Linked DNA regions of Mus musculus: region 2 is linked to region 1. The links are chromatin contacts, called in public HiChIP or PLAC-seq maps. All regions are on one chromosome and are shown on one strand. The core of a region is the stretch at or near the end of the contact, and the rest is flanking DNA. Distances in the headings are between cores, read along the strand shown.

What was found. HiChIP or PLAC-seq counts read pairs in DNA pulled down with a chosen protein or histone mark.
Region 2: a contact with region 1 is called in a BATF HiChIP or PLAC-seq map of CD8 T cells, with 5 read pairs. The contact joins two enhancer-like sites. A contact is called at or near these places in 4 of 115 datasets of contacts at active chromatin or transcription factors (CD8 T cells, the HPC-7 cell line, bone marrow-derived macrophages and 1 more).

Annotation. Positions count from the first base shown.
Region 1 is chr1:161,796,583-161,801,928 of GRCm38.p6, forward strand. No RefSeq gene overlaps it. Among named protein-coding and RNA genes, the nearest start is that of Fasl, 11 kb to the left of the region's middle. Within about 2 kb of position 2,514, at least 70 of the 459 cell types and tissues checked have an H3K27ac peak or open chromatin away from gene starts, as enhancers often do. A contact at or near this core is called in CD8 T cells and effector CD8 T cells, where this site is marked.
Region 2 is chr1:161,904,796-161,910,141 of GRCm38.p6, forward strand. The region is part of intron 2 of Gm31925 (a long non-coding RNA gene); the gene reads left to right. Among named protein-coding and RNA genes, the nearest start is that of Gm31925, 11 kb to the left of the region's middle. Within about 2 kb of position 2,471, at least 46 of the 459 cell types and tissues checked have an H3K27ac peak or open chromatin away from gene starts, as enhancers often do. A contact at or near this core is called in CD8 T cells and effector CD8 T cells, where this site is marked.

The DNA.
Region 1 (5,346 bases), core at 1,264-3,763:
TTTTGAGAAAAATAATGGGTTTGAGGAAAATAATGAAAAGGTGTCTGATCATATATTTGATCATGGACAAGGAAGTGTGTTACCAACACAAGACTGAGGTGGACTCAGAGAAAACCTGAAAGCTGTCTCTGAGAGTAGCTTCAGAATGAGTCGCCTGTCGGCTTCCACCTGCATCCTTGCCTGAGACTCTGATTTTACGCTGATCTAATCCTCCCATTCCCCAGACCCTCAAAACGACTGAGGCTGGTCTTTGGCAAGAAAACAGTTGGACAATGGGCATCTCCATCTCCTTCCCCCAAAAAGGTGCTCGTGGGGCATGATCAGATTCCTGGGTCTCTCATGGCACAAAGTCACAGTAGTGAAGTTGGGGTCTGTGACATGCTGCTACTGCATGTCAGTCCTAAAGAGATATAATGCCCTCCCTACCCAAACAGGAACCAAAGTTCAAGGAAAATAAGCTACACTTGCCACAGTCAAACCCCATAGGAGCACCCCAAGATTCCTTCCTAGTCTCTTCCTATGTTTCCTACCCTAACCAACTCTGAGGTAACCATACAGAAGCATGGGCCCTCAAACAACAAATCGATGTGATAACATAACCCCTCCAGGCTGTGGTGATGCACAGGCTGCATACCCTTGCTCCCTCTGTCCTCAGAGCTTACCACATATTCTGTCCCTAGGCACCTCCATGAATTTGGTGGAGGCCGGCTCAAGGGGAGGCTCGAAGGCCTGACACTATTACTGATGCTATGGTGTGCTTACGGACAGGAGCTTAGTGTGAGAGGCCCAACAATCAGTTGAAAGAGTCAGATGCAGATACTTACACCCAACCAATGGACAAAAGTCAGGGACTCCTATGGTTGAATTAGGGAAAGGCTGGAGAAAGCTGAGGAGGAGGGTGATCCCATATGAAAACCAGCTGTCTCAACTAACCTGGATCCCCGAGATCTCTCAGACACTGAGCTACTGACCAGGCAGCATACACCAGCTGATATGAGGCCTCCTGACATATATACAGCAGAGGACTGCTGGGTCTGGCCTCAGTGAAAGAAGATGCACCTAATCTCTCAAGAGACTTGAGGCTCCAGGGAGTGGGAGGTCTGGTGGGATAAGGTGGGGTAGAGGCATCCTCTTGGAGACGGGGGGTCGGGGGCGGGGGGAATGGAATGAGGAGCTGTTGGAGGGCCAACCAAAAGGGGGGATATTGACTGGACTATACAAAAAGGTTAAAGAATGATAATTTTAAAAGGAAAAGAGAAAAGAAAATGCCCTTCAGAGCAATCAGATGGGTGCATTTTCTCAACCGAGGTTCCCTCTTCTCATATGACCTGGCTTGTGTCAAATTGACAAAAATCATAACACAAAACAGGCTGGCTGGCCCCAGCGTCTGTGACCCTGCCTGCCAGAAGCAGAATCCTGTTTCCCTCTCTCTGTGGAGCGTTGTTCACCTGCTCTTTGCTGAGATGGGGCCCAGCTTACTTCATCAGTCTTCCAAACACTGGTCTTCTGCCCCCGAGTCTCCTACCTGTCCGAAGTCTCTACCACCTACTGCCTGAGTTCACTGATGCAACACCCTAAGAGATGCCTTGTCACCATCTCAAGGTACCTCTGTGGCCGAATGGAGGTCAGCCTTCTGGACTTTTCTTGCCAGCATCAGAAACCCACAGGCGTTATCACTACAGAGGTGAACGTTTGCCACTTACTGTCTACATGTGGTCCATCTTCCCTGGTTGGAAACTTTTGGAACATATATTGAACCACCAGAATTTATTCCCTAGATGACTGCCAGCAGGATGAGCCAGATAAAGAATGTCATCAAAGATAAATAACTCTTGAATCCAACAATGCATTTCCTCCTTTGGCCTTGAATTTCTCACAAATCAAACACATTTGATCATAAAAATGAGGAGACCACTCTTACTTACTCTTGCCTCTCTCTCTCTTGCCCTCTTGCTTCCCCTCTCTCCCCATCCCCATTTCCCTTCTCTCCACGTGGTCATGGCTGGCCTCTAATTCTATCCCTTTCTCTGCCTTTCTCTGCCTTTCTCTGCCTCTACTATCCTCTTAACTCCCCTCTCCATGCTCTGAATAAACTCTATTCTATACCAAAATCAAACAAGCAAACAAAAATGAGGAGACCTTGGACCCCGAGCCCATCACCGCTTTGACGTATATCTACTAAGGTTTCCTTTTGCTCTGAATTAGCTCCATTATTGTGCTACACATTCTATATATATTCCTGCAACACTTCTCTACACACACCCCTCTCCTCTCTTCTCCCCCTTTCCCTCTCCCCCTTCCATCCCTGCTCATCTCCCCATCCCCTTGCACACATCTTGTGGCCTTCCCTCCTTCAAAAACTTCTAACCAACATCTTGCTCACACAGAAGGGCTGGAGAAGAACAGGAGGCAGAAAATAAAAATATGTAAGGAACAAGTTTCACTTCCCCCTAACTCAGATGATTCTCTCTGGGTTCCACCTCCACAGAGTGAAGCGGGGGCACCAGAAGGTTGGTGGGTTACTGAGGAAGTGGTCAGAGGTGGCAGCAGACATTTCCTTTCACAGAAGGCTTTGGGGGTAGAAGGTGAGTGGCATGAGAAATCTCTTCTGTAGTATACATCTTCTTTTACTTTGCAGAATTCGGTCAAGTGGACATTCATTCATTCACTCAGTCACTCGTTTGCTGTTAGAATATAATGTATCATTGTGCTAAGAGTAGGACCTACTTCTAGGCCTGGACAGTAATATCAGCTATTATAGCTTTTCCATTGTCCAGGTGATGATCTGAAATGAAACCACCTTCCCACACTGTACCTAGCACTATAGCTAGTAGCTTACTGTCCCCAACAATGAAATGTCTCAGTGAAACAGGAAAATCGTAAACATTAAACTTATTTGGTTTTTTTGTGTCTCTGGGCACAGGTCTCTTCTTCTTTACTTTCTGTCCTCCAAAATTCCAGAATTCTAGAGATATTGGCTCATTTTTAGTGAGCAGTTGTTCGGGTTACAGTTCTATTGTTGTGAAGAAATATCATGGCCAAGGCAACTCTTATAAAGAGAGCATTTATCTGAGGGCTTGCTACAATTTCAGAGGCTGAGTCCATTAGCATCACTGCAGGCCTGGCACACAGAAACACTCATGGCAGACATGGTGCTGGAGATGTAGCCAAGAGCTAGCTACATCCTAATCCATGCGCAGAGAAAGAGGAGGGAGAAAGACAGGGATAGGCAGAGACACAGAGAGAGAGAGAGGAGACAAACAGACAGACAGACTCTGAACTTGGCATGAGCTTTTGAAACCTCAATGCCTACCCCCAGTAACACACTTCCTCCAAAAAAGGCCACACCTCCTAATCCTTTCAAATACTGCCACTCCCTGGTGACTCAGCATTCAAATCTATGGCTGATGGGAGCTACCCTTATCCAACCCCCCACAGCAGTGTCATGTCACAGAGTCTACAGACTCTGATGGTTAACAGTGCCCTCAGGAACCAAGGATGGTGTTCACTGGATTATAACACACCAGGGATCTCTCTTCCTGGAAGCAAGGGATGTCTGTCATGGGTAGACTCATACTCATCTCTCAGATTCAACTAAATTTGCTTTTTTGTACATTTGTTACTGAATTCTTGTAGCATTAAGCTTTCCTGCCTATGAATATAGAGGAAGCAAGAAGGCTTGCAATCTAGATGAATACTGTTTTTTGAGGATCATCAATGACAATAACAAAATTTAGAAAAGAAATGGACTACACTGGAAAGAGAGTAGAGAGTTCAAAACAATACTATAGATGAGAAAATTGAAACTAAGGAGGGTAAGTGTATTACTCAGACAAATCTAGGCAAAGAGCCACAGAGAAGAATTCAAATCTCCAATATCCCAACATCAAGGCCACATACTGCCCACAGGAATTCCAAGAACCTTGCCTGGATGGAGATAGGCCTCAAACTACATGCAATTTTGCTTCTCTTCTGAAAATATAGGAAATAATTTTGTTCTGATAACTGGCTTTAGAAACTTACATATTTTCCTTAGTTAACAGATAGAGATTATACTTCTTAATTCTCTGGACTGAAACAGCTTTAAATGGCTTGTCCTGTTGGTGACTGCTCCCAAGAGGAACGTGCCCATCTTTTATTAGACCTGCTTCTACATGGCAGAGGGAAGGTAAGACCTAACTTTAAGAACTGGGTTCTTTTAAGGATCAGATGAAGAGAAATGAATGTTCCCAGAGAAACACTGTTAAACTCTTAGTTAAGATCTTTATTGAATGGCTGAACATGTTCATTGTAATATAAATGTTTCCTATAACCACAACCCCATCTTTGGTAACAACAGTCCAGTTTTCTTTCCTTGTGATCTAGTTGTTAATGACCCAAGATGAACTCCCACCCTACTCCAGTCACAAGTATAGGACCCACTGTGTTCCAATCATTAGGAACACTAATAATGTCAAGGACCACAAGATGGTCCATATTATGACACTACTTTGGTACCTAGAGTGAGGGTAGCCTAGAAAACAAGATGGGGTTTGTTGAAAATTCAGATGCAAAGACTCAGACTGCTTCTTCTAACCAGTTCTGTGGGAGTCTGAAGCCTGGGCAGAGATGGACAGAGAAAGACTCATGGATCTAGGGGTATCAGATTCCAATTTGAGAAATCTATTCCTCAATTTTATAAATTGTGGAAGTCATAACATTTTCTATTTTTTTCATCACAAGCCAATTTTGGGTTTGCTTCCTGTGATTTTTGAAGAGACAGAGACGGAGACAGGGAGGGAGGGAGGGAGAGAGAGGGGGGGAGGGAGAGAGAGAGAGAGAGAGAGAGAGAGAGAGAGAGAGAGAGAGAGAGAGAGAGACTCAATACATACCCACAACAAAGACACTGGGGATGCTTGAACAGAAAGGGAAGGTGACAGGATCTCTGGTAAGTGCCTCAGAAAGTTGGCTCTACTAAAATGGGGTGGTTGGTCCTGAACAGGAAACCCCAGTAGCACAGCAGAGCTCCACAGGAGGAGAGGGCTCATCTCCACTGACACCTAGCACTACATCCACTGAGTTTTAATGTGCGAGTATGAAACTCTTTTTGTTTGTTTGTTTTTGGTTTGCTTTTTGTTTTTGTTTTTGATTTTTGTTTTTTGGTTTTTCAAGACAGGGTTTCTCTGTGTAGCCTTGGCTATCCTGGAACTCACTCTGTAGACCAGGCTCACCTCGAACTCAGAAATCCGCCTACCTGTCTCCCAAGTGCTGGGATTAAAGGTATACGCCACCACTGCCTGGCAAGTATGAAATTCTTAATGAGGCTTTGCTTGCTTGACTCCCACAATGCTTTTTGGGTCCCTAGAA
Region 2 (5,346 bases), core at 1,221-3,720, 110 kb after region 1:
AAGGAAGAAAGACATTAGACTTAAGTAGTCATATATACATTAGTAGCCATTATACTGTAGGTTATATTCATATGGCTAGGGTCTCTTTTTGATAGTCTTGACCTAGCTATAGCTGGAAAGAGAAGTATTGACCTTACTGCTGTGTTTTATGGTCTCATGGACTCAAAATTTGTAGATACTAATTGAACATATTTTTTCTTTTAACAATGAGAAACTCAGGTTTAGAGACTATGCTTTTTTGTGATATATTATGATGATATGTGGTATTAAACATGGACAGTTTTGTTCAGAGGTGGTTAGGGATACCATAGCCAGTCATGACATCACATAGTTTGTTGATTTAATGACCTGGACACAAAGTTTGTTGAATGACCTGGACACAAAAGAGGGCTTCAACCAGTCAACTAGAGGAATATTAGCTTTGCCAAGGGTGGATTATGACCATATTAGCAGCTCTTCAAGGGATCTGCACTTGGGAAACCAGGACAGAGTATTGAGTCTGCCCTTAGACCAAGTACAGAGGTAGGAGGTCCCATCTGTCCAAACAGACTATGAACTAAAGGCAAGAGCTAGGAGCTAAAGTATCTTGTGAGACTTTCATTTACCTTTATCAGATTCAAACGAATGAACAACAAACTCTCTCTCTCTCTCTCTCTCTCTCTCTCTCTCTCTCTCTCTCTCTCTCTGTGTGTGTGTGTGTGTGTGTGTGTGTGTGTGTGTGTGTGTGTATGTGTGAGAGGATGCAGGGCAAATTCACAAAGCTGACCCTCCTTCCACCTTTACCTGGGTTCTAATGGTTAAACACAGGTTGTCAAGCTTGCAGAGCAAGCAACTATAATCACTGAGCCATCTTGCCCAAGTACCTTTGCCAGATTTTATAATCAGTGTCTTAGATTAGTGTAACTCAAAGTCAGAAGACTTCAGTAGGTAATGAATCTGTATTGGAATGGAAATCTATTTTAATATGTAGGTATCATTTGGTTCTGTCTTTGTTGTTAAACAAATCTTTAAAAAAAAAAAACTTGATTTAATTTTAGGCATCATGAGAAACACTCTAGACACTAAAAAAGAACATAAAACCAGTCCATTTTCCCAAGGGATGAGATAATAACATGACTAAATCTATCATACTTAATTGCCTGCAAGAGATAAATACTTAGAGGTCAACAGGATGGCTCAATGTCCTTAAGCATCTGCCATCAACCTCAGTGAGATGAACTCGGTCTCTGGTGCCCCACGTGTTGGAAGAGAAGTGACTCCCACAGGTTGTCTTCTGACTGCCACACATGAACAGTGGCATTTGAGCCACTCCTACATAGAATAACTAAATAAATAAAATATAATTTAAAAGTGTTTTTAAAAGAGTTAAACAATAAGAATGGGGGCCCTCTGTACATGTTTACAAGAAAAATTGACTTTAGAAGAAACCTAAATAGAGTGAGTTCATTTCAGACCAAGTGCCCAACTTGGCTCATTACAGGGAAGTAGAATCAAAAAATGTCACTGCCTTTGATTAGGTGAATATACTGCTGCCTCTCTCTTCTTGTCTCACAAAATGCCTGAGATGAAAAATATATAACAAAAATATGAATTGAGGGCCAGGAGAGATGACTTAGGAGCTCAGAGTACTTGCTGCTCTTGTCCTTGAACCCAAGTTCAATGACCAGCACCCATATGGTAGCTCACAACGCTCCATAACTGCAGTTATAGAGGAATCCAGTACCCTCTTCTGAGTTCCAAAGGCATTGCATACATGTGGCACACTTACATATATAAAGGCAAAATACTTACACACATAAAACATAAAAATTTAAAAAATCTTTACAAAGAAATACCAGTCGAGACCCTTAAAATAAATAACACCCCCAACACACACGCACTGTGCAAGTATATGATTTTGACATTATTACTTGATAAGCTTATCATAGAAAACTCATGCTTGGAGAATCTTGCTGGTTATTTTGACATTAATTTCTGGCCAACATCTCCTTCCTTAATTTCTCTCTGTACGAACAGGTAATCGAGATACCCACCAATTCATGGAACCTCTAGTTCACTTTAAGACCGGAGTATCCTGACCTTTGATTATGTGATTATGTTAAAGCCCTGGCACAGTCTTCCTCTTTCTCTTCCTCCACTTTTCCTATTCTTAAAGAGATAGGTGACTTTCCTCTTTCCTACTCAGCGAACATCATCCACAAACAACTGTTGAAGACCTACATCTACTCAAACACTGCCGGGAGACAGCTGTTGGAAAGATTACCACCCATGCTTTTAAGGAGGACATGGGCTAATTCTTAATTCAATTCCTAACTTTTTGATGGAGACATACAAGCACACTTTAAAATATAATTGTGTCAATTTTTAAACATATGCACATAGACATTTCATACTGTAATATTACATGTGGTATGCTTTCTTCTGGTATCTTCTCTTTCATTTTCAATGATGCAGCATGTGACTCACTGCCGTCACTTCACAGTCAAGTACTGTGTCTTGACTTACGGTTTGGAAAACACTCTTGCTGAAATACGAGCAGTCATGTAAATGAGTAATTACATGACAACTGTACTTTCTATTGTTCATTGAAGTATCTATGGGACTCACATTACCTAGTTGGTGAAAGGTTTTGTGGTGGTAGAAACCATGATCTGTATCTCTCAGTATTCTTTCTCTACTCCGCACACATCCCTGGTGTAGTGTCTTGTATAGAAAATATAATGAGTAGATAATTGTTGATAACAGCCATATATTGTCATTGAATATGTTAATTGAGGGCTCTGAGAAATAGATCTTAGGGTTAGTGTGTTTAGGGAGATTTATGAGAGTCAAAGCCAGTGGGATGGGATACAGAAGAAGGTAGAGAGAGCATGCAGACTATGACTGCAGGCTTAACAACCGAGAAGGGGCAGAAGAAGAGAAAGAGAAAGAAGTGAGAAAGATCTTTGAACTGGAAGGAACACAGTTATGGTAAAGCCCCAGTCTAACTGACAGGCTGCTCTCAAGCCAGACTCTTATGGGGCAAGTACTTCACCTTACTTGGAATGCATCTGCCTTAATAGTCTCTACATGGCTCATCAGTGGCTGGGAACTGCTTGCAAGCCTGAGCATGCACATGCAAGGGAATCCTGAGAGCAGCAGTAGAGTTAAAATCTCTGTAGAGGTCTTGGTATGTGCTCAGGGCCACCACAGCATAACAGTGCTCTTCTTACAGACTAAGTTTCCTTTTAAGGTTAGAGCAAGTTGGTTAAAAATAAACAACAAGACGGATGCACCGTGTTCCTGCTTTGACCTTGTTCTGGTCCCCCACCCCCATCCCTCCTAGGCTGTAGAATCAAGTCTCCTTTGTCCTTTCTGCCCCAGGAGAAGCTTTAGGATACTATTATTCCAGTTAGTGTCCCACAGGGATGAGAAGAGGGTGAATGTTCTAGAAAATAAGTAAAGGGTGACCCATGAAAAAAACTGCTGACACCAGCAAGTGTCTGGGGAGAGTACTGTAGCTTCAATTGTAAATGCCTCACAGAGGCCTGTTTGTTAAAAGGCCTGGTCTCCAGAGTGGTAGTGATTGTGAGACATTGAAAAATGGGGTCTAATGAGAGGCCTTGAGGTCACAGAGGGATGTATCCCTGGGCAGGATAAAGGACTCCAGACCCTTCTACAACACTTTTGCTTCCTGGCAATGAGATGAGTAGTTTTGCTCTGGTGTGTGTTCTACCCCATGCTATAGTGCTTCACCAGAGACCAATAAACTACAGGACCACCGAGATAACTTTCCACACTGATTATTTCAGGCATCTGCTGTAGTAATAAAAAGCCCATTAATATAAGAGTTTGAATCTTGGGCTGAAGAGATGGCTCAGCTGTTAAGAGCACTGACTATTCTTCCGAAGGTCCTGAGTTCAAATCCCAGCAACTACGTGGTAGCTCACAACCATCCATAATGAGATCTGATGCCCTCTTCTGGTGTGTCTGAAAATAGCTGCAGTGTACTTAGATATAATAATAAATAAATCCTTTAAAGAGAGAGAGAGACAGAGACAGAGAGACAGAGAGAGACAGAGAGAGTTTGAATCTTAATATACCCACACCCAGAAACTTGTAAGTCATTCCTTATTAGTGACTCAGTTCTTCCCTTCCCCTCCCCCACACTGAAATTCACTGATGCCCATAAGGCAAATTTTGACACTTGCTAGGAGTCTCAACTCATGCTTTAATCCAAATGCCACAATCAATTAAGACAACCAGCCAACCAAACAATCTTTCTTATTTTTAACAGTCTGTGGAGCTAATGGAATAAACTGGGTACAAATTTATTCCTTGTGTTCTTTTTGTCTAACGTCTCAGGGGTAGAGTTGCCCATTGGGTCATCGCCGGAACACTCTGTGATGGGTGCTCAGGTAGAGAAGGGAGGATCCCAACCTACTGGTAACCACATACATCTCTTAATGAGATCACCGTCACTGTGCTTAGCTAAGCATAACCGCAGAGAGCTGCGGCTATGGCTGCTTGTTAGTTAGAGGAGCCCTTTTGCCTTTTGTGGCTGGATAGGTCACAGCACTACCTGGTTCAAACCTAGTTCTTTTCCCTATTCACAAGGAACTGTTCAAAGGACTGTCAGTGAGATTGATAACGTTCTGTTTGTTCAACGTTTGCCTTAGCAGGAGGCCAAAGGCTTACTCAAGTGTTCTATTAGGAATTCTCACAGCAGGCATTTGAAAGACTAGTTCAGCTACTGTGGAGAAAGATGTCTGTGGCCACCAGCTGTCTGTTGCTGTGACAAAACACCGGGGGAAATACCTGCTTTAACACGGGGATGCTTTGTTTTGTCTCATGATTTCAGGGTTTTCAGTGCATGATTACTTGGCCCAGAAGCTCTGGGCCTCAAGTGAGGTAGGGTGTCATGGTAGAAGCATATGATGAGGTCAGAGCCTGTGGTGGTTTGAATATGCTTAGCCCAGGAAGTAAAACTATTAGGAGGTGTGGTGGCCTTGTTGGAGGAAGTGTGGGTGGGCTTTGAGACCCTCCTCCTAGCTGCCTAAAGACAGTCTGTTCCTGGCTTCCTTTCAATGAAGATGTAGAATTCTCAGCTCCTCCAGCATCTGGACACTGTCATGTGTCTTGTCATGATGATAACGGACTGAACCTCTAAACCTGTAAGCTGAGCCCAATTAAATGTTGTTCTTTTTAAGAGTTGCCTTGGTCATGGTATCTCTTCACGGTAATGGAAACCCTAAAACAGAGCCCGTGTGATCTAGCTACTTCCCAAAGGCCCTACCTCTGAACACTATATTGGGGACCACACCTTCAAGACAAAAGCTGTAGGAATCACTTGAGGTCTCAACACAG